Regions from separate parts of the Mus musculus genome. Here region 2 is linked to region 1. A link is a contact called in public HiChIP or PLAC-seq data. All regions are on one chromosome and are shown on one strand. The core of a region is the stretch at or near the end of the contact, and the rest is flanking DNA. Distances in the headings are between cores, read along the strand shown.

Region 1 (7,383 bases), core at 1,583-4,082:
GTCTTATACGAGGCAGGTCGTGCCTTTACACAAATGGGGAAATTTGAATGCAGAGATAATCATGCACATTGGAGAACATTGTGTGTGGATGGGGGCAGAGACCAGATGGAACCAAGAAACTGCCGGAAGCAAGAACAAGTTGCCAAAGATCTTCCCCCGTTAACTGTCAAGTCCCTGACCTTAGTTTGGGACCTCTGGCCTCTAAAACTGTAGGAATAATTTCATTTTCCTGAGCTATATGATGTATGGTGCATGACACTTTCCTACCACAACCCTTCCTACCAAACACAGTGCCCAGATCTCCTGCTAGAGCTGTCTGGTTCTTTGCTATGCAGACCACGGCCAGAGAGAAGCAGGAGGGTCAACGGGAGAGCCAGTTGTCTACAACAGTATGGTGGGTGTTTGCCATTTCTATCTGTTGGAACCCTGCTCTCAAGGTCGCAATGCCCCTTGACTGGATGGTTCTCTGACCTCAGTACAAAATGGAGGACTCCCATTCTCTGGAGGGCTCCCCTTTCTCTGCCTGACCTTGCCTGGAGAGTATCCCTGAGTACAGACGCCAGGCCTTATCTGAAGAATGACCTTCTGTAGAGCTGTTTAGCTCAGCTCACAAGACCCGGTCTGGCTTCCCGCTCGCCCGCATGATAGTTAGGTACTGTATTGTGACCACCTACACCCCTAAAAGCCCTTGTATACTCTAATCCTGGAACAATCAAGTGCTGTCTCGCTGCAGTGGTCTCTGGAAGTCCATTGGCCACACTCACAGCCATCTAAACCCTGCTCACCGCCTCCACTCCCTTTGTCCTCTCGGGCCAGTGGCCAGTGACCCCCAGGGAGAAGGGAGACCCACACTGTCCAACTGTTATCTCCTCTTTTGGAGAGAGACTTCTCTGCTACTTAATGTTGTGTTGGTGGGACCGAGACTTGTGGTCCCATCTTCCCTCAAGTGTGGATGGAATCTAGCCTCGGTAATGTTGCATTGGGTCCAAATTCTTACAGATCTTTGAGGAATTTTATGGCTCACTCCAGGCAGTATTCCTCAATAGGAGGCAATATTTTTTCCATTTGCCTCTGAGAGTTTGAGTTAGCACTCCATCAAAGGGATATAGTGTAAACAAAACCATAATATCAGATAAGACAGCATATGTGGAATGGGAGCTGAGAGGAGAACAGAGCATGGGGACCCAGAGGGACAAGAAAGGTGGCACCCTGGGGCCCTGCAGAAGGCAAGGGAGAAGAATGGCCTGTGACTCTGCAAGGGAACAGAGAACAAGAAAAGGGTGACATGAACACTCCAATTTTAGTTAAGCAGGGAGTGGAAACGAGGCCATTATTAGATCTGCTATCTGGGTGGCTGTGTTAATGATACATGACTCTATCACCATTACCCCAGGACAGAGCTGCTCAAAACCTCACATGTCTGTAATTCTCACAGACACTGGGGGTCAGGCATCAGAAGCAGCTCCGGCTGAGGCCTCTCACGGGGGAGGGTGTGGGTGTGGGCGTGGTCCAGCTGTCACTCAAGTTAGGGTGCATTTCTAATATGTCTAGTGGAGGAGACTTCAGTTCTCCCTCTGTGTGCTCTAACTCCATGCAAGTAAGCCAAGAAAGAGATGCAGTGTACTCTAACGTAAGTAAAGTAAAGATGGGAGGTGATAACCCACCATGTGCGCCAAGCCGCACATGAAGAAGTGAGTCCTAGTGGGTCCCCACTTCCCTAGAAGTGGGTCACTAAGTATGTCCGACTCCCCGTGGGAATGGAAACCATCTCCTTAAAAAAGTATCAACATTTACAGAGATATATTCAGAACCGGCTCAAAATCTTGGGTAGTTTCTGCCAGAGCCGTGATAGAGAAGGATGAAGTGAGGCACGCCCCCTTTCTAGAACCGTGCCTCTGAAGAAACCGGGGAGGAAGCGTAGAGACAGTTTTAAAATCTCCCATGACTTTCACTTGTTAACACAGGGCCTACACTGTATAGATTTACAGTTAGCTAACCGCTAACAGGTAGGAGACAATGGGCCCAAAGGTGTTGAACTAGCCCTGCACATTCCTGCGGACACGGGAAGGGACTCATACAATCTATCTGATTCGCATTGTATCGACCGTAGAGGAGAGCGCCGCAGTCGCCGCGACTCCCTTGGGATCTAGGGCTCACTGTTGGGTGGGGTCTGCCACCACGACGGCCCTGTTACCTAGGAGGGGCTGCTAAGCAAACAGAGCCCTGTTTTATAAGTGGAGCTGCGCATGGGGACCTCAATGGAAGAGGAATAAAGATTCACATGTGAGAGAGGGGAAGGGCAGCCGGAAGCGGGGCTGATGAAGATGAAGAGGCGCTAGGACCTGCACTTTGGTTCCACTATAAACGGGAGGAGTGGGCTTTACTTTACCAATTTTGAAACGGAAGAAACGAGCGTGCGTGTAAAATGCTGGCCAATTATAGATCTCTTCAGCAAAATTAATAATAAAGCCTAAGGGAGACATTTTAGGTAGTGGTGTGAGGGTGTGGGCTCAGTCCACCTTCTGGGAGCTGAGTCACTTCCCAACTCAGCTATCTGATGGTTTCACAAGGGTAGGCTGAACCTGACCATGGCAACCGTGTTTGCCGTAGGAAAAAGCAACCCGCTTTAGTAGTTTTGCCGAACGGAGATAGCTTTATTTCTAAACACATTTAGCAGTGGACTACTTGTTCCCGTGCAGATGTGGGGTGAAGTGTCCGTTAAAGCTATTGCTCACTGATGAGACAGTGGACGTCCAGATGCGGGGGAGTGGCACAGAGGGGATGGGCCGGAGTTCCAGTGACCAGATAGTGAGTTCCTCTTCTGTAGATTCTAGGGGTATAATTTCCTCTTTCCTCCTGTCTTGTCTAATTGCCTCATATGCAGGCTAAGGTTGTGGTATGAGACTCGTGGGAGGGGTGAGGAAGTAGCTATTCAGGGAGAGAGCAAAAATATCCAGTGTATTTTATACATTTATATTTCTAGACTTTGCTGATTTTTTTTCCTTTTTCTTTTTGCTTTGCCTATTTAAATTTTACAAGTGCTAAGACGATATTATCAGAACCAAAAGACCTTTATAACTACACTCAACTGTAAGGTTCCCTCACTTCTACCCCACCCATGGCGATCTTCAGCCTGAATCACATGATTTCAGTTCCTTGATTTCTTTTTTTTTATTGCAATTATTCCTAAAACATATGTCAGTTTTAATTGCAGCTGCCTGTGATATTACGGAAAGAGGGCTGGTAATGCTTTCCAGCTTTTTGTGTACTGAACTCTTGGTTTTGATCCAACCGCTTGACTCGTTCATTTCCCCTGCTGTCAAAATGTTTTTACCAAAGGTGTTTTGTACGTTTTAGTCACAACTTCTTTAAATGTTTAAAACAAAAATATAGAGCCAGGCATAGAAGTCCATATTCCTCTTTCCAGAGCTCATTGAAAGATAGGCCCGGCATGAAGACACACCCCCAGTCTGAGACACACAGCTAATACTGTCTCAAAATAAAACTTCAATTTAATGTAATCAGACAAAGGATACCAGGTTTATCTGCAGACTGTTAAAAGACAGTTTATATAGTACTTGTGTAGGGAGTAAGTTCGTTATCCTGTGTCATCTTTATAGGTTGTTTTTTTCAGCATCGGTACCTTAAAGCACTTTCTCCTCTCTGACTTCTAATTCAGAAGTCAAACTTTACTTACCAAACATAGTTTGAAGGGCAATAAAACATTCTTCATGAAAGGCATAGAGTTTACATAGTAAGGTTAGCAAAGATTCCTTCAAGTTTCCAGTTTGTAAATCTTTGCAAAGCATTATCTCAGAGCAACTGAACATTCAGTAATTTATCTGTCTTTTATCTACAGAAGTCCCCCAAGCTCCAACCAAACCTAAGGCGGTAAATGGTTCTGGCTTTGGGAATTGCTCATGTGTTGTAACCTTTTGATTTGTCAGGTGCCATTTGTCTTTTGCTAAGGTAGCACAGGGATGTTCATCCTCATTTGGAATCCAAGCCAGCATTTGGCAAAGTTTATACAAACCATTGCTGAAGAAACAGTGTCTGGTAACTATGGCAGTGATGAGTCTCTCTGGAAGAACTTTCTGGGGCCAAGGACAACCCCCTTAGTCTTGGCCAGAAATCCTCATTACCTTAGCCAGGAAAGGCCTGTCCCTTCCCGGGGGTAAGGTGGGGGATGGGAGGGAGGGAACAGGTGAGGCAGCAGCCCTGTCCCCACACACCCACCCGCTCCCAAGGAGACACAGCCGCATCTACGTGACATTTGGTGAAAGCTGGCTCTCCTTCCTTCAGAGAAACTCCCAGGGATGGCAAGAGATAAGAAGTTTCTAGGAAGGGAAAAAAAAAAAAAAAAAAAAAAAGATGTGTGTGTGTTGGGGGTGGGGGAGGGGAACAGTGAGAAGATCAAGACTTCAGATAGGAGCAGATGTGAGAGACACATTTTCATTTTCGTCCTTACCACGAGAGGGAAGGAATGGATGTGAGCTTGCTTTGGAGCTGGGTCTGAGAAGTAGGCAGAAGAGAATTTCTCTACTCTAAAGGTTTTATAGCAACCAGAGAAACTTCCACTAATCCAAGGATGCCAGAGCACAGTCTGTGGAGAGGATGAGAAAAGATGCCTGCCACTCTGTGGGATCTTAGAGGCACCAGGGTGCTGCCTCTCTCCAAGATGGTTCCTTCTCTGCTCAGCTCTTGTGCAGAGATGCCTGAAGCTGCAGAGTCTGCTGCAGAGATCTACCTTGTCCTGCCATTGCTGAACTGTGCCCACAGCTGGAGGGGGAAAGCACACCTTAGCCAGAGGTGTGTGTGCCAGAGTAGGTCTCTTTCTAAGCACTGAAAAACTTCCCAATTCCTGAAAGACAGTCCACCAAGAGTTGACTATCTAGGAACTGGGGAGATAGGTCGGGCAATAAAGTGCCTGTGTGCTAGTGCTCAGCCCCTGTTTGGATCCCTATCATCAATGTAAATAGTTGGATGCTTACTAGCACATGGTGCTATGTGTCTCTAGCCCCAGAGCTGGGGAACCTTGAAACTCACTGGCTAGCCACTCTACCCAAACCAATGAACTCCAGGTTCAACAAGAGAACCTGCCTTTAAAAAGGTGTAGAAGTTATTGAGAAAGACACTCTGCACGCAGGTGCGCAGGCAGGTACAGACATGCATTCATGACTCTCGGCTGTGTTTTCAGCCTGCAGTCTGGAGCTTTGATCACTGCTCAGAGGACAGGCTCACTGTGATGCCCCCCGGAAGCCACTTCCATCTCTCTGTGACCTATGACCTAGTGTTGGAACGCATCCTGTGAGAGAGCGTTGAGGAAGAACAGAGAGATAAAGGGGGGGTGGGGGGTTGGAGTTCTCTGCAATTTTGCTTTGGAGGCTTTGAGGCCAGCTTAGACGACCAGGTCAAAGGACACCCATGGTTTGGCTTTCATCTGGGACTGAAATGGCTGAAGCTGACCACAGATCACCATTGAGACCAGAGCAGACCAAGGCCCACAACAAACTGGTTATGGTCTGATCAGGCCACTGTCTCCCAAGCAGACTGTGTCTCCTTGTTCTCTGGGTTTATTTCCCTTTGGCTCTCTAATGTTCAGTAGTGTTTCCCCCAAAGTTCCCCCAGCTTCAGCTTATCAAAGCAAAGCATAATGGTGTCCTGGTCACTGATAGTGACAAGGGGACACAGAATGAACTAGGCTTACAGGTTCTGTGGGCCTCACCTGCCTGTGAGTGTTCTGGGCTCTGTTTTTATTAGGGGTGAAGTTAGTCTACCTCCCATCTCCAGCAAGCACTCTCTTTCACGCCTCAGTGGTACAAGGGCCACCCAGAACATTCAGCTCAAGGAAATAGTGAGCAATAGTTTCTTTGTCCTCAAAGGTTTTGGGAGGAACTCCCATTTTTAAAATAGGTAGACACATGAAGGAGAGGAGTACAGCATACATGTGAATAGAACATACATGTGAGCAGAACATACATGTGAATAGAGCACACATGTGAATACAGCACTCATGTGAATATAGCATACATGTGAACAGAGCATACATGTGAATAAAGTATACACGTGAATACAGCACACATGTGAATACAGCACACATGTGAATACAGTATACATGTGAATGCTAAATGCCATGCAGAGCTAAAAGTAAATTTCTAGTTGGACATAAATTGTGCCTGTTATCCCAGCATTCAAGAGGATAAAGGAGGAGGATTAATAGTTTGAGGCCGCCAGGCAGTGGTGGCACACGCCTTTAATCCCAGCACTTGGGAGACAGAGGCAGGCGGATTTCTGAGTTCAAGGCCAGCCTGGTCTACAAAGTGAGTTCCAGGACAGCCAGGGTTATACAGAGAAACCCTGTCTCGAAAAAACAAACAAACAAACAAAAAACCCAAAAAACCACCCCACCCCCCAAAAAAAGAGTTCGAGGCCAAATCCTGTCTACAAGAAATGCAGAGACAGGGATGGAACAGAGATTGAGGGAATAGCCAACCAATAACTGGTCCAACTTGAGACCTATCCCATGAGCAAGCACCAATCCCTGACACTATTAATGATACTCTGTCATGCTTGCAGACAGGAGCCCAGCATAACTGTCCTCTGAGAGGCTCCACCCAGCAGCTAACCAAAACAGATGCAGAGACCCACAGCTAAACACTGGACAGAGCTTGGGGGAAGGATTGAGGGCCCTGAATGGGGATAGGAAATCCACAGGAAGACCAACAGAGATAACTAACCCTCACCCTTGGGGATCTCAGAAACGTAACCATCAACCACAGAGCGTTCAAGGGCTGGACCTAGGCCCCCTGCGGATGCACAGCTCAGTCTCCAGGTGGGTCCTCAACAACTGGAGATGGGGCTATCCCTAAAGCTGTTGCCTGTCTGTAGAATACAGTCCTCTAACTAGGCTTCCTTGTCTGGTCACAGGGAGAGAGGATGCGCCTAACTCTGCAGAGACTTGATGTGCCAGGGTTGGGGATACAGAGGGGTCCTCCTTACACTCTCAGAGGAGAAGGGGATGAGGGGTGGGGGGGGGGGACCATGTGAGGGGGTCATGTGGGAGTAGCGATTGGGATGTAAAGTGAATAAAAATTAAAGTTTGAGGCCAGCCTAGGCTACAGAGTGTCTCAGTAAACAAAACAAACCCACCAATGACAAACATAAAATCTCAGTGACTTTCTGGCCCCTGAAGGCAGCTCTGGGGACCACTCAGTCTTTCTTAGAATAACTCATTGTTCCTTCTCTTCTTTGCAGAGGGTTTCAATAGAAGAAGAGTTAGAGGAAGTTCAAAGGTTTTTGCAAAACCAAACGAGGTTATTAGGTAGTGAGAACAGTGGAGAAGGAAGTTCTCGGGCTCAAGGGCTTCTCTTGGACACCCAGCAG
Region 2 (7,383 bases), core at 3,573-6,072, 190 kb after region 1:
TAAGCCACACATCCTAATAATGCCACTCCCTATGGGCCAAGCATTCAAACACATGAGTCTATGGGGGCCATTCCTATTTAAACCACCCCAGTGAGTATTTTGCTTACATGTGTGGTTATACATCACGTATGTGTCTGGTGCCTAGAAATGCCAGAAATGAGCATCATATCTCCTGGGACAGGTGACTCTTTAGTCACCATATTTGTGCTGAGAACCAAATCCATGTCCTCTGGGAGAGCAGACAGCGCTCTTAACATGTAATCCACCTTTCCAGTCCTATAGCTGCCTCATTTTAAATAAAGAATCATAGCAATCAGTTATAAACTGCCTGTCAGTGAGTGTGGGCATGAGGGTACGACAGTCACAGAGGGCAGTTGGTGACTTTGGGGAGTCAGTTCTCCCCTTTCATTATGGGTCCAAAGAACTGATCTCAGGTTATCACCTTGTGCAGCAAGCACTGGTGCAGCTAAGCCAATTCCTCAGTATAAGTTGCATAGAATACAGTATCATAACAAAAGTCACTACCACTAAAGCAACTGCCATGAAAATAAACTGCTTACAGGTGTGGCCAGGATATGCTGTAATCTCGGCATTTGAGAAGCAAACACAACTGGGTCACGAATTCAGTCATCATCAGCTACACGGTGAGCTTAAATTTACCTTTGAACTAACACACACACACCAAAAAAAAAAAAAAAAAAAAAAAAAAAAAAAAAAAAAAGAAGAAGAAAAAAAAAAAGGGAACACAGACTAACAGAACGGATTAGGAGATGTATCTGGTTTTTGCTGTCCCCAAGAAACACACTTCACATCCAGTGACAGACATTTCCTTAGGATAAATGATGGAAAAAACTGAAAAGCATGTGTAGCTTCTCTAATATCTGACAAAATAGACCCAACCGGAAGAGATAAGGAAGTACATTTTATATTCACTAGAGGAAAAATCCACCAATAGTATATTGCAGTCCTAAATATATTTATGTGTATTCTGCAAAATAGGAGAGAAGAAATATTTCCAAATTTCTCTTATGAAGCTAGCATTACCCTTATATAAAAACTAGACAAAGACATAGCAAAAAAAGTGAATTATAGACCATTATCTCTAATGAAGGGAGATACAAAAATTCTCAATGAAATACTGGCAAACTGAAAAAAAAAAACACCAAAAATTATTCAACATGATCAAGTTGGCTTCATCTTGAAGATGTAGGGATGGTTCAATATATATAAAATCAACAAGCATAGTTCACCATATAAACAGACTAAAAGACAGATGTGGAAAAGGCCTTTGACAAAATCTAGCATCCATTCATAATTAAAGTCCTAAAGAAAACAGGGATATAGTGGGCATATCTCAATATAGAGGGCAATATACAGAGCACCCACGGCCAGCATCAGCTTAAAAACTCTAAAGCATTTCCACTGACATCAGAAACAACACAAGGATGCTCACTCTCCTCCTGTCGAATGTGAGGACTTAGCTAGAGCAATAAATAAAGACAATACCGAAGACAAGCAGGGAACGAAGGATTGAAGTGTCTTTATTTGCAGATGATGTGTCTCTATAAAATACACTTAAGACTCCACCATAACCTTGTACAGCTGATAAGTCCATCAAGAAAAGTAGCAGGACACAAATTAATGAACAAAAATCATTATTCTTCCTATATATTGTGAGGGTGTACTGGCTGGTTTTGTGTCAAGTTGACACAGCTGGAGTTATCACAGAGAAAGGAGTTTCAGTTAGGGAGATGCCTCCATGAGATCCAGCTGTAAGGCATTTTCTCAATTAGTGATCAAAGCGGGAGGTTCCCTTGTGGGTGGTGCCATCTCTGGGCTGGTAGTTTCGGTTCTATAAGAGAGCAGGCTGAGCAAACCAGGGGAGGCAAGCCAGTAAAGAACATCCCTCCACTGCCTCTGTATCAGCTCCTGCTTCCTGACCTGCTTGAGTTCCAGTCCTGACTTCCTTTGGTGATGAACAGCAGTATGGAAGTGTAAGCCAAATAAACCCTTTTCTCCCCAACTTGCTTCTTGGTCATGATGTTTTGTCCAGGAATAGAAACCCTGACTAAGACAGAGGGCTTGAATGAGAGGCCCTCCATAAGTCTCAGGCATTTAGATACTTGGTCCTCAGTTGGTGGATGTTTGGGGATGATTAGGAAGTGTGACCATGAAGTATGCCACTGGGAACAAGCTTAAGGGGTTCAAAAGACTTACACCATTCTGTGTGTTTCTTACTTGTAGACTGAGGTGAGTTCCTTCTCCAGGGCCACCTCTGTCTGCTGGCTGTCACACCTGTCACACCTGTCACTATGATGGAGAACTCATCTCTTTGGAACTGTGATTCTCAAGTCAACTTTTTCTATAAATTGCCTTTGTCATGATGTTTTATCACAGAAATAGAAAAGCAGCTCAGAAAAAGTTAGTACCAGGGAGTAGAATATTGCTCTGATGGTCCTGAGCATGTTGGTTTGCAGGACTATGAATAAATCAGGGGTGTCAGGCTGGAAAAGTGGTTGAAGATTGAAAGCAGAGCTTAGTGGACCATCTTAGGGAGAGCGTAGAGAAGACAGCTTCTTAGAAACATGCAGACTCAGCCAGTCTACATCAAGAGGTTTCAGAGGGGGTCTGGACTAGAGACTCTCCTTGTATTATTAATAAGGATGTGGCTGCTTTCTGTCCTTGTCCTAAGAACTTGCCTGAGGGCAAATTTAAAAGTAATGGGATAATTTCTTTGGAAACCCACACTATAAATTAGAAAAAGGACAGAATCTTCAACAAATGTTCTGGTCAAGTTGTATATATGTGTAGAAAAATGAACCCCAATCCTCATCTCTCATCCTGCACAAATCTCAACTCAAACAGGTCAAGGACTCAACATAACACCTGATACCCTGATTGTGATAGAGCAAAAATAGAGGATAAACTTAAATTTATTGACATAGGCAAGGGCTTTCTGAACAAGAACCCAATAGTGCAGGCATATAGATCAACAATTAATAAGTGGTACCTCATGAAACTAAAAAGTTTCTATATAGAAAAGGACACCATCACACTAACAAAGAGAAAGTTCACAGAATGGAATTTTTTTAAACCAATTATCCACTAGACATAAGGTTATTATCTAAAATATATAAAGAGATAAAATAATTAAGCATAAAAAGACAAGCAATAGAATAAAAATGGAGCATGGAACTAAACAGAGTTCTCAAAATATGAAAAATAAATGAGATGATTTTTAGGTTCATTATCCATAGCCATCAAGGAAATGCACATTAAAACTGTCTTGAGTATTCATCTTTTCCCAATCAAAATATCTTAAGATTAAAAACAAGCAAACAGTAAATATTGGCATGATATGGGGAAAGGAGATTCTTATTCATTGCTAGTGGGCATGCAAACTGGTGCAGCTGCCATGAAAATCAGTGTGGTGGCTCCTCAAAAGCTAAACAGAGACCTACCTCATGATTCAGTTATCGAGTTCCTGGTCTATACTATCTTATACTGTACTGTACTATACTATACTACTCAATGCTCTTGATATCTTACTACAGACACTTGCTTGTTTGTGCCCATTGCTGCTCTGTTCATAATAGCCAGGAAGTGCAAACTGCCGAGGTGTCCATTCACTGTTGGATAGATGGAGGATGAAAATGTGGTACATTTATATGATGGAATATTACTACGATATCAAAAAATGAAAATGGGGCTGAAGAGATGGCTCAGAACTTAAGAGTATTGGCTGCTCTTCCAGAAGACACAGGTTAAATTTCCAGCATCCATGTGGCAGCTCACAAGTATAACTCCAGTTCTTGGGAGTCCAGTACCTTTTTCTGGCCCCCATGGGCACAATATGTACAAGTGCACATACGTGTAGGCAAACACTCAAACACATAATAGATACATCTCAAAAATATTAAATTAAATTATGAAATTTGCAGGGAAATAAACGGAGCTAAAAACAGATATGGCGAGTGAAGGTAAACTCAGGCTCAGAAAGACAAATGCTGCATGCGTTCTCTCATTTGTAGATGTTAGCTTTGACTCTTTAGATATGTTTGTTTCATTTGGAATACCACAGAGGTCAGGAAACTACTAAGAGGTCATGGAGAGGGGCTTTCAGCAGAGGAAACAGAGACTGCGGGTGTAAAAGTTTAAAAGAGAATTGTAGAACAAGAAGGGATAAATTGGGGTGGGGAGAAGAGGGAAGAATGAAAGAGGGAACTGGGAAGGGATAAATAACACTCACTATCTGTCAACAGGTTGCAATGAGAGCTACATCTGTAGAAACTTCCTAAAGTACAACTGCATACATGCATTTAGTAAAGATAGGAAAGGTAGATTTCTCCTATAGCAGAGCAACAATGTACACCCAAGACACGAGAGGCTAACAAATAAAAATGGCAGTGGCTCTTCAAAAAATTTATTATTATTATTATTATTATTATTATTATTATTATTATTATTATTTTGGGGTTGCTGGCCAGTGCGGTTCCAGACATCACAGGCAATAGCCAGTGCTGCTTGTCATTCTCTAGAACCCGATGGTAAGACCGCTGCTGGAGACAGCACATACTTGCATCACAGATCTTATTGAAATCAAGGTGGTATACACTTAGAAATTTCATTTCTATAGGCTATCCAGAGGAGAAAAGAAAGCATACCCAGCTGTAAAGCCTGTGAGCTACGGTAACATCGGACTGAACAAGACACGCCCACTAATGATGTCACGGGTGTAACCAACCACTCTCTCAGGCTTGCTCCACAAAGAGGAGCTCATACCTGGCCTATTATCAGGCTGAGAACCTGTGGTCAGACAGATCATAGGCCATAGAGAGAACCTATTACTATTGAACATCCCCCTACCCCTCCCCGCATCAAGGAGTGCTGTCTTCTGGACCGCGGAGCACAGATCATGCCCAAACACCAGTTTTCAACACAAAGAGATCCTTTGTCAAGCAAGATGGAGCTACAATGGCTGAATCTGAATCAGACAGAAACAGCGGCAGGTGACTTGGCAGGGGTGGCTTTTAAGGAGAAAAAAAGAGAAAGAAGTCCGTGCTAGGATGAGTTGGTAAGTCCTGAGTGGACATGTTAGTTAATGTAGCCAGACAGGGAAGTTTGATAGCTGGACCTTGGTGGTCAGCCTCAGGAATGAGGAAGTAACCAGATAAGGAGCCAGGTCTTGGTGGCCAGTTTCAGGAATGAGGAAGTGGCTAGATAAGGAAGTCTAGTGGTTTAGCAAGGAGAGAGGAGGGGAGGCCATGTTTGCCGTGGTTGGGCCTGTTAGGGTCACTCAACTATTATTCTGAGAAATTGGCATAGTACTAAAACATCATAATGATCAACAGAGTCCCACAACTGGCTAACAGTGCAGAAGATAAGAGACTGTAGAAAGCTCAGCCCTACAAGGAACATGTATACCACTCCCCCCTCCAGAGGCGCAGGGTCATTGTGGAAGAGGGAATGGGAAAATTGCTAAGAGCCAGAGGTGGTGGGGTGATAACAAGGGAACAGTGTCCCTGGACACAGCAGAACAGCACACATGTGCTCACGGTGGCTACCGACAGCATACACAAGGCTGTACGAGCCCAAGCCAGATCAAATCCAGCACGAGAAGGGAGATGGGCATGAAGTTCCACCCCTAGCCGAGGAACTATTGCCAACTGCTAGCTGCTGAAAGGGAAGGGTCAGTTTTCTACAAGAGTGTAGCCCTTCAGGAGGCAGGAGCAGGTGTTAGTTCAAGGCCAGCCTTGTTTATGAATGGGTTCCAGGACAGGCAGAGCTATGTAGCGAGACCTTGCCTCAAAAAAACAATAACAGTCTTCTGAGATCGGGAGGGATTTGTGACCCTGGCCAGGCTGGCTTTTCTGCTTCCCTAATGCTGTCTCAGGTCCCATGCGATTGGATTGGGATAGAAGTTGTGTTCCACTCACTGGTGGTCCCAAGATCGTGTGGAGAGACCTCTAGGGGACCTTGGGGGTGTCTGACGACTCAGCGCCCAAGGTGACCCCTACTTTATGTTTTTGAAAATGCTTCGATCTCCCTTCTAGCCCACCACCCACCAGAGGTAGGGAAAAGAAAGGGTAATAGGAAACAAGGCTGTGGACCTGTTTAGAAATAGTTCTTTGTCAGAACTATTTTTAAAATTTTTGTTGTCAGAAGTCCAGTCCACTAGTAAAACACCAAACATGAATCAGTAGTAGCTGCTCGATCCAGAAGAAACTGTGAGGATCTGCTCATTGGCACTTTGAGACTGTGGAAGCGACCAGAATACCACCAGAAGTTCTTTGGTGAATTTCTCTCCATTAAATCATTACAGGCGATCAGCAAAGAAAGCAAGGGGAACCAATGCAAGAGAATTGTCCACTGCGTGTTGGGTTTTAATCAAACTCTTTCCAAACATCATGTGCCCTCTCAAGCATCGGCACCAGCAAACCATCACATGCCCTTCATTAGGCAGCTTCCAGAAAAACACCTTATGTGTGTGGTTGTTCTCAGCGAAACATCCTCTCATGTGTCTGCTTTAGTAAAACATCCTCTCCATAAGACCGTTTCCAGAAAAACATCACATGACACAACTGAGCCTCCAAAGAAATCAGAAATTCCCACTTCACATCAACATGGCCTCTGCCTGAAGCAGGGCCATAGACTCCAACATGGCTGTTGGTATATCCAGAAGATGTTCCAACTGGTAAGAAGGGCACATGCTCCACTATGTTCTTAGCAGCCTTATTTATAATAGCCAGAAGCTGGAAAGAACCCAGATGCCCCTCAACAGAGGAATGGATACAGAAAATGTGGTACATTTACACAATGGAGTACTACTCAGCTATTAAAAAGAATGAATTTATGAAATTCCTAGGCAAATGGTTGGACCTAGAGGGCATCATCCTGAGTGAGGTAACCCAATCACAAAAGAACTCACCTGATATGTACTCACTGATAAGTGGATATTAGCCCAGAAACTTAGAATACCCAAGATATAAGATACAATTTGCAAAACACATGAAACTCAAGAAGAATGAAGACCAAAGTGTGGACACTTTGCCCCTTCTTTGAATTGGGAACAAAACACCCATGGTAGGAGTTACAGAGACAAAGTTTGGAGCTGAGACAAAAGGATGGACCATCTAGAGACTGCTATACCCGGGGATCTATCCCATAATCAGCCTCCAAACGCTGACACCATTGCATACACTAGCAAGATTTTGCTGAAAGGACCCTGATATAGCTGTCTCTTGTGAGACTATGCTGGGGCCTAGCAAACACAGAAGTGGATGCTCACAGTCAGCTATTGGATGGAACACAGGGCCCCCAATGGAGGAGCTAGAGAAAGTACCCAAGGAGCTAAAGGGATCTGCAACCCTATAGGTGGAACAA

The links. HiChIP or PLAC-seq counts read pairs in DNA pulled down with a chosen protein or histone mark.
Region 2: a contact with region 1 is called in an H3K4me3 HiChIP or PLAC-seq map of bone marrow-derived macrophages, with 4 times the contacts expected there. The contact joins two enhancer-like sites. A contact is called at or near these places in 3 of 115 datasets of contacts at active chromatin or transcription factors (bone marrow-derived macrophages, microglia and pancreatic cancer cells).

What each region holds. Positions count from the first base shown.
Region 1 is chr10:43,665,284-43,672,666 of GRCm38.p6, forward strand. No RefSeq gene overlaps it. Among named protein-coding and RNA genes, the nearest start is that of Gm40632, 6.8 kb to the right of the region's middle. Within about 2 kb of position 2,833, at least 90 of the 459 cell types and tissues checked have an H3K27ac peak or open chromatin away from gene starts, as enhancers often do. A contact at or near this core is called in bone marrow-derived macrophages, where this site is marked.
Region 2 is chr10:43,851,374-43,858,756 of GRCm38.p6, forward strand. No RefSeq gene overlaps it. Among named protein-coding and RNA genes, the nearest start is that of 4933404K13Rik, 29 kb to the left of the region's middle. Within about 2 kb of position 4,823, at least 63 of the 459 cell types and tissues checked have an H3K27ac peak or open chromatin away from gene starts, as enhancers often do. A contact at or near this core is called in bone marrow-derived macrophages, where this site is marked.